2 separate regions of the Mus musculus genome follow, and region 1 is linked to region 2. A link is a contact called in public Hi-C data. All regions are on one chromosome and are shown on one strand. The core of a region is the stretch at or near the end of the contact, and the rest is flanking DNA. Distances in the headings are between cores, read along the strand shown.

Region 1 (3,986 bases), core at 563-3,062, 520 kb after region 2:
TAGCAAGATGACTACTATGAATGAAGAGAAGCTGTGTCCAGCTACAAACAAAACCTCCTGGAAGGTTTCTGTGTTTGCAGAGATTGATGGACAAACTGGAATTTCAGTACTGTGGAAAAACTGAAATTTTGCAGGTTCAGAGGCTTCATCTTGGGTTAACTTCAGCCTTCTGAAACAGACATTCCTTCCCAACTTTGTATCTAAACAAAAACCTCTTAGAAGCTACTAACTTAATTCCACCAGTCAAAGAGCTAACTGTGTTATCAGACAGCATCTTACATCTGTACAAAAGTTCCCTTCACTTCCATGAACCTGCCTCTCTGCCACACCCAGCAATGTATTTTAAACTTGCCTTGATGCATGACTCTTTTTGTTCTGTAAAACTATAAAAACCTTGTGAGACTACTTCCATATTGGAACATGAACTTTTGAGTAACCTAAATGTGTCTTTCAGGGCCACAGTCACTCAAAATGGCACCAGAATAAGCTATCTCTTACTCTGTTTAAGGCACAGTGGCACATGACTTTTATTTCCAGCACTAGGGAAGCAGAGGCAGATAGAGCTCTGAGTTCAAAGCCAGCATGCTCTACAGAGAAGGTTCAAGGACAACCAGAGCTACACAGAAACACCTTGCCCTGAAAAGACAAAAACAAACAAACAAAAAAAACAAAAACAGAAACAAAAAAAGAAAGAAAAGAAAAGAAAAAAAGAAAAAAAAATGAAAAAGAAAGGATGAGAGCCATGGATCTTACATTTCCAGTCAGTCCCTGCCAAGTGCATTCACCCATCTGTCTGAGCGGCTGAACTGATGGGTCAAGGCTAGTGTCCAACGGTCTCTGCTACACACCTGGCACGACAGCCTACCCACAGGATGCACGCAGGATTCATCACAGTTTACAAGAGACTGGGAAGAGAGCAGATTGTCCTTTCTCTGTTGCTGCCTCACAAACTTCCACTAGGAAAAGGTATGCTGAAGAAGAGTCATCAAAGCGGACTTTAAGCTTGGGTGGGCTGCCTTGGCAAGGGTGGCGTTTCCTTCCCCTTGGAGAATTTTAAGCCACAACCAGATAAGCACTCATAGGGGAGCCGACCCAGTGAACACCAGTTTAACTGGGGACAGAGTCTTCCTACAGCCTTGTTTTATTTTTATTTTTTAATAAGTCTTGAATAATAGAGCAGGCTGAATGGTGTGTGTTCTGCTGAATGAAGATGATGAGCAAGTACGCGCATGCGCATGCGCACACACGCCCTGTCCGTCACCACTGGGTAGAAGAAGTCCCTCCTTACCAGGAAGGGCAAGAACCTTGAGCTAGAATCATCAATCAATAGGATAGATGATCTTACCAGAACTGTCTAGAGCAGAAAGGCTCCCTGTGATCCAACACGGGAGTTAACTGTCTTTGGGGCCAGAAGGCTTCCACCCAAACATCTCACTATGGATAATAAGGAACTGCCTTTCAACAACAACAACAACAACAAAGATCCAGGGAGCCTCAAACAGCAGCCTTGCTGCAATGGATGGAGGAGGGACAGAGAGGAAGCCTTCCAGCTCCCAGAACAAAGGAAGTACTGACCCACCCATAAAGAAATGAGCCTGCCTAACTCCCTACTAGGAGGCATCTGTAATTCCGAATCCCCTGAGAAGAGAGGCAGCTGCAGAGGATTTAGATGGATGCTAATGTTCTTTCTTCTGCTTTTTTTAGACCCAGAAATCAAGAGGTTTCCATTTCCTGTGCTGAGTGTCTGGTACCATAACGGGCCTACTGGCCTTCTTCCTGGTGAATCACCTTCCTCTGGGCTCCCTGACCACACACACCTTCCTGCTTTGGCTTCCAGCAGCCAGCCTGGCTGGGCACACCCATGAGTTAAGTGCTGTATGACCTGCAAGGATACTCAGACCACCTTCTCATCAACTGACTCAGAATCGCTGGGGAAAAAGAAACCCTTTCCACTTCAGACTTTTTCTTGAAAAGAAATTAAAATAGAACACACCAATTCCAAACTGGCAGTCAGTGCTGGAAAGGAAGCCCCAAGGGGAGGGCTGCACCAGGGCAAGCCAGCTCTCTGGGGACTGCTCTGGCTGCCCCTGCTCTTGCTGAGGTCCCCATTCAATCTCCTGGGAGCGTAAGAAAGAGACTGGTTCCTCTCAGGCCTTTCCAGCTTGCAGAATTCTCTCAGGTTACAAGCCCAGTTGCCTTGGGTTCCTTCCCTATGGCACAGTCTCTTTTGCACTGGACATTGTTTGCCTTTCCAGAGCAACTCTTTTGACAGTCACATGTGGTACTGAATTCAGAGTTGTCAGGTAAAATTAGGAGTCCCCATTCCTAACATCTTAAATCGCTAAGTCTCCGAATTCAGTTCATCTGCAAACATATCATTCCCTGTTAGAATGCAGATTTCTGTGTTCAATTCATGGAACCCATGAAGAAGAGAACTGTTGCCCCCAAAGCTCCTCTGAGTGCCACAGGCATGCTGTGTCCTGCGGACCGTGGCACGTGCACCTGCACCTACCCCCACCAGGTAGAAACACAAACACATATATATTATTTAATTTGGGAGAGAAAACAAAACTTTAAGGATCACAGTCATCTTGTTTCCTGAAATTTCCCAGCCTGGTTCCTTTGAGACCTGAGTAATTTGCCTCCTTTCCTGTGTCTGAGAATCTTCTAGTGTATTCTCATGTCAGACCCACCCAACCCCATGTCCCTGTGTTTCCTGTGTCTGAGAATCTTCGAGTGTATTCTCATGTCAGACCCACCCAACCCCATGTCCCTGTGTTTCCTGTGTCTGAGAATCTCCTAGTGTATTCTCATGTCAGACCCACCCAACCCCATGTCCCTGTGTTTCCTGTGTCTGAGAATCTCCTAGTGTATTCTCATGTCAGACCCACCCAACCCCATGTCCCTGTGTTTCCTGTGTCTGAGAATCTCCTAGTGTATTCTCATGTCAGACCCACCCAACCCCATGTCCCTGTGTTTCCTGTGTCTGAGAATCTTCTAGTGTATTCTCATGTCAGACCCACCCAACCCCATGTCCCTGTGTTTCCTGTGTCTGAGAATCTCCTAGTGTATTCTCATGTCAGACCCACCCAACCCCATGTCCCTGTGCATGTGATTAAAAGTAGTTGAGTCCACAGTTCTTGCATCAGTGAGGCTAAATATCAGGGACCCTGTTATTAGAAAATCCAGTAAGCCTGGAATGGATAAAGGGCAGGGGCCTTGTAGACAATGCAAACTTGCAGATGCCAGGATAAAACTGGGAAAGCAAGCGCAGCGGCAGCTTGTCTTGGTCCTTGCAGCTGGGAGATGAGAAGAGCACTTCAGAAGAGAGCAGCAAAGGGCCTGGCCAACAAGGTGCATAGGCACAGGACTCCACCTGAGGGACCAATGTCAGCGCCATCTGAAAACTCAGAACATGTTTATGGACAGCATCTCCATATCAGATTATCACTATAATGGAGCGCCAAAGCCAACGAGACCTTGCCTGACACATATTGTCTTAGTCAGGGTTTCTATTCCTGCACAAACATCATGAACAAGAAGCAAGTTGGGGAGGAAAGGGTTTATTTGTCTTACACTTCCATACTGCTGTTCATCACCAAGGACGTCAGGACTGGAACTCAAGCAGGTCAGGAAGCAGGAGCTGATGCAGAGGCCATGGAGGAATGTTCTTTACTGGCTTGCTTCCCCTGGCTTGCTCAGCCTGCTTTCTTATAGAACCAAGACTGCCAGCCCAGAGATGGTCCCACCCACAAGGGGCCTTTCCCCTTGATGACTAATTGAGAAAATGCCTTACAGTTGGATCTCATGGAGGCACTTCCCCAACTGAAGCTCCTTTCTCTGTGATAACTCCAGCTGTGTCAAGTTGACACAAAACTAGCCAGTACACATATGAAGCACTGGCTTCCATGCTAACACTGAGATAAAGGAAAAGGAGATGGGATGGAAATGGAATGAGGAAGAAATAGGGAAAATGTGGACATCTA
Region 2 (4,006 bases), core at 1,092-3,591:
TAGGAATCCCATTATGGACATTTTGGGGTGAGGCACTGAGCATACTGCAAGGATCATGGTTTCCCCTCCTCCCAGTGAAGTCCTAGCTATGAGGGAAATGACTGGGACTGAACATTACAAGGACGCCCTAGCTGGTTCAGTCTGCCTGAGTGAGATGGATAAGCTGATCTGAGCATGTCACTATGAACGGTTACAGAAGATAAACCAATGGAATGAAACAGTCAGTGAATTTATGTATGTAGTTACAATGCAGACAAACACAACCATAAAACTTACACAATAGATTTTGAATATTGGTTATTTTATTATCTTCCAGTATTGGTAATGATACAATTATTCTTTACAAGTCTTTGTGACTCCTATTAAATACTTGGTTTTGATTCAGCTCATGAAAAAAGATGGATGGATTAAAGGTGTGCACCACCATGCCTGGCATGCCCCATTTTTGTGATAGAGCTTAATAAAGCTACACAAATAGCATTGTTTATGCCTGGAGTCCTGATACTTGAGAAACTGAGGCAGGAAAATCACAAGTTTGAGGCCAGCCTGGGCTATGTAATGAGATCCTGACTAAAAAGACAAAGCACTGACACCAACAGCCCCCATGAAATTATACTCAATACATATGTGTTCACTGAAGAAAACACGCACAACCAGTATTCAAGTAAGAAAGTAAAAAGACATCCACGGCTTGATTCTGTTCATCTTCCATTCATGTCTGAGTAGTGGCCATCATCATGCTGCAGTGTAATTTGGTTCCTGTTTCTCGATCATAGTAGAGGGAATCACTGCTATAAAAAAGTATAGGGCTGGACTTGAGATCTGCGGTAGAGCACAGGCAATCACTTTCATGTGCCATGTGCCAGGTCACTGTGAGGAGTCAAAAGTGTGCAAAGATCTGCAAGCATCAGATTGTTGCAGGGAGTGCAGAGTCTGCAAAAGATGGAATTACCAAAGGAAATATGATGCAACTGTGTTCTGTAAACTGCAAAAGTTCAGCTTTCCACACTTGCTGTGACTCCTGCCTTGTTTCTGTACTTGTTCCCCCTTTTATCCCTTTGTTCGAGCTTCCATCCTGTTTCCTTTTAAATTTTAAAAACAATACTCATTTTCTAGTTCATTAAGTGTTATCTGTAAGTCTAGTGCTGCATAAACGTACAATAGATCAGATCTACCTTCCTATTCATACTGTATTCAGTGCAACTTGGCTGGCAGCTCCATTTAGTTGTCTAAGCCTCTTAAACATATTTTACTATTTTAACCTGTGTGTGTGTGTGTGTGTGTGTGTGTGTGTGTGTGCCTCTCCAATGTGAGCCCTAGGATTTGAACTCAGGTTGTCAGGTTTGGTGGCAAGCACCTTTTCCTATTGAACTATCTTGCCAGCCTAAGCCTCTTAAATTTAATGTCCAAAGTTGTGTCCTAGTGCTTAGAAGTACCCAAACAGTCCAAGTGGAAGCCCCTCTTGATGTTCTCACCCTAGATGGAAACAATTCAATTTGTTGGGGCTCAAATCTTCAGTACTGTCCCGGACTCTTTCTCACACTCTGACCGTTCTTTCAAAATTTCTTCCAGCCCTAACTTCATAACATAACCAGAATTTAACTACTCTCCCCATCCCCTTCCATTTCCTCTGGTGACACTTCACTGTCATCATTTCTGAGAGTAATGTCTCCAGTGTTTTTGGACAATCAGGACAGCTAGGGTTGGAGAGGGCCTGCTCTGGGGATCAAGGGAATAAAGATTGGTCTCCTTCCCACATTCCAGCAAACAAAGCCTCCACAACCAAGAGCTGTTAGTAACGGTAGCTGCACGCCTGCATAACGAAGGGCTGTTAGGAAAGGTAGCTGCAAGCTCAGGTTGAGATCTGATCTCAACCTTAAATTAGTGTACCTTAAATTGGTGGCCTGTTAACAACACTGATTCTCATGGTTTTACAGGCCATGTACATGATGAAGGCGCTGGCTGATTCCACTTGTGGAGAGAGCGCCCATTCTCAGGTAGTGGTTTCTCATCACATCTTCAGATAGTGGCAAGTCAAGGGAGTTAGTTGTCTTCTCATATCTCAGGCATGGTCTAACTACACCCCCACCCCCACCCCGCGAACGCCCCCTCCCCCTTTCTGCAGTCATCCCTTGGAAATCCAGCAGAAGGATTTCAAAGAGATAAATACAAACACCTCTAACTGGAAACCCCCAGAATGGGTTTACATTTCAGCTGCCCAATAGCCCAAACACCTTGACTTTAAAACAACTTGTATAAAATTACAGGTCACGCAATGAATCCTGGAGCCATTTTAAGCTTTCTGAAAATTCCTACCAATGTCCACCAGAGGGAGGGCTCTGCTACCAAACCATGCTATCTATGCAGTGGTTTCCTTCTCAGCCAGACCAGCCCTAGGACCTGCTTCAGTAAGAGCAAGCCTAGTTTTTGGTTGTGAGCCTAGCCTTTAAAAGCTGAGTCATCGCCAGCCTAGTGAATTTATAGTTGAATGTTTTCTTATACATGAGAGTGTGTTTCCAGAAATGGTTAAATTTGGATAATTCCATCATATCCCCCAACTCCCAATCAAGTCAACTGATTAGCTCAATAAAAGTGACTTTGAAAGTATCATTTTCTCTTTGGTTGAAGTGCTTTTGAATTCAGAGTTAGTATTTTTAAAATTTCTTTAAGAACATCACACTGGGGCTGGTGAGATGGCTCAGCAGGTAAGAGCACCGACTGCTCTTCCAAAGGTCCTGAGTTCAAATCCCAGCAACCACATGGTGGCTCACAACCATCTGTCACGACATCTGATGCCCTCTTCTGGAGTGTCTGAAGATAGCTACAGTGTAATTACATATAATTAATAAGTAAATTTTTTTAAAAATCACACAATATTTGAACATTTATTTCACTTCCAGTGGTCCCACTAATGCTTAGAGTACAGTGTGTATTTTTGTCCTTTATGTACACCCAAATATCCCTGTTCTTATTGTGCTGGAGGGAAACCCAGGACCTAGCAGACCTGAATTAGAAGTTGCCATCTCCAGCAAAGGCAGTATGCTCTGTGGAAGTGTGGCATGGATAGTGTGCATCACTGTGCTTTTCTGTGGATGCAGCCTAGTGCCATCCAACACACAGCTTGGGCAGCCAAGAAGATGCTCCCATGCTCCCAGTGCCCTCTGCATGAGAAGTGGCATGCTTTGAATCAAGCTGTTGCTTGAGTTAGATGAACGATTCTCAACCTATAGGGAGGGAGTCATTCAACCTTTGAGGGTTGGATGACCCTGGGCACAGCGGTCACCTAAGACCGTCCTGCATATTAAATATTTACATTACAATTTCACAACGGCAAAAAAGACAGTTATGAAGTAGCCGTGAGATAATTCTATTGGTTGGGAGATCACCACAGCATGAGGAACTGTATTAAATGAACACAGCAATAGGAAGGCGAGGGCCACTGCCGTAGATGGTTCTTAAAGGGTCATTGTCTTATGCTTGTTTCTTGTTTTTGCTTTTCTCTATATGGTAAAGCTTCCCTTAGGCATTGCTAATAAGACAGCCTTAGAAACCAGGAATCTTACAGACTGGGCTTCTGTTGCAAATTCTTCTTGTGTTGTTGATTTTTAATGCAGCCCAAATGACTGTGCCTCCTTTGCTATGTGAAAACCTATCAACTATGGGCCAGGATAAGCATGTCAGTTTTCTCAGATGAAATCTTAACCTTTTTTGAGTAAATGTCCAGTGTATAGGCATACTGTAGCAAATGTTCTAGTGTGTTAGCGCTCTGAACAATGCTCCTGGCATGTTACAGCTTGTTCAATGGATAACTTAGATTTCTGGAAGATAGTGAGTTAAACTCGAAATAAGGGGTGGGCCAGATGTGAAGATGGAGCTAAGGCCCTTTGCTGTCTAATGTCTAGTGTGTCTTGGTACCTCGTGACTTTCAGTCTTATATATTTTTATAAGTGATATGTATACACATATTCCTACAATGTTAGTTCACACATCTCTTCAAATGTTTCCA

The links. Hi-C and Micro-C count contacts between places; a contact is called where the count stands out from the background.
Region 1: a contact with region 2 is called in a Hi-C map of bone marrow-derived macrophages, with 13 read pairs. The contact joins two enhancer-like sites. A contact is called at or near these places in 2 of 15 datasets of contacts at CTCF or cohesin (CD8 T cells and the NIH/3T3 cell line), 4 of 484 Hi-C or Micro-C datasets (the C10 cell line, bone marrow-derived macrophages, cranial neural crest and 1 more), 9 of 115 datasets of contacts at active chromatin or transcription factors (the 230-238 cell line, acute myeloid leukemia, bone marrow-derived macrophages and 6 more) and 2 of 9 other capture datasets (adipose tissue and embryonic stem cells).

What each region holds. Positions count from the first base shown.
Region 1 is chr9:14,363,864-14,367,849 of GRCm38.p6, forward strand. The region is part of intron 1 of Endod1 (endonuclease domain containing 1); the gene reads right to left. Among named protein-coding and RNA genes, the nearest start is that of Gm34156, 3.7 kb to the right of the region's middle. Within about 2 kb of position 1,813, at least 121 of the 459 cell types and tissues checked have an H3K27ac peak or open chromatin away from gene starts, as enhancers often do. A contact at or near this core is called in bone marrow-derived macrophages, where this site is marked.
Region 2 is chr9:13,846,895-13,850,900 of GRCm38.p6, forward strand. It overlaps a transcript of Fam76b not described here. Among named protein-coding and RNA genes, the nearest start is that of Fam76b, 21 kb to the left of the region's middle. Within about 2 kb of position 2,342, at least 6 of the 459 cell types and tissues checked have an H3K27ac peak or open chromatin away from gene starts, as enhancers often do. A contact at or near this core is called in bone marrow-derived macrophages, where this site is marked.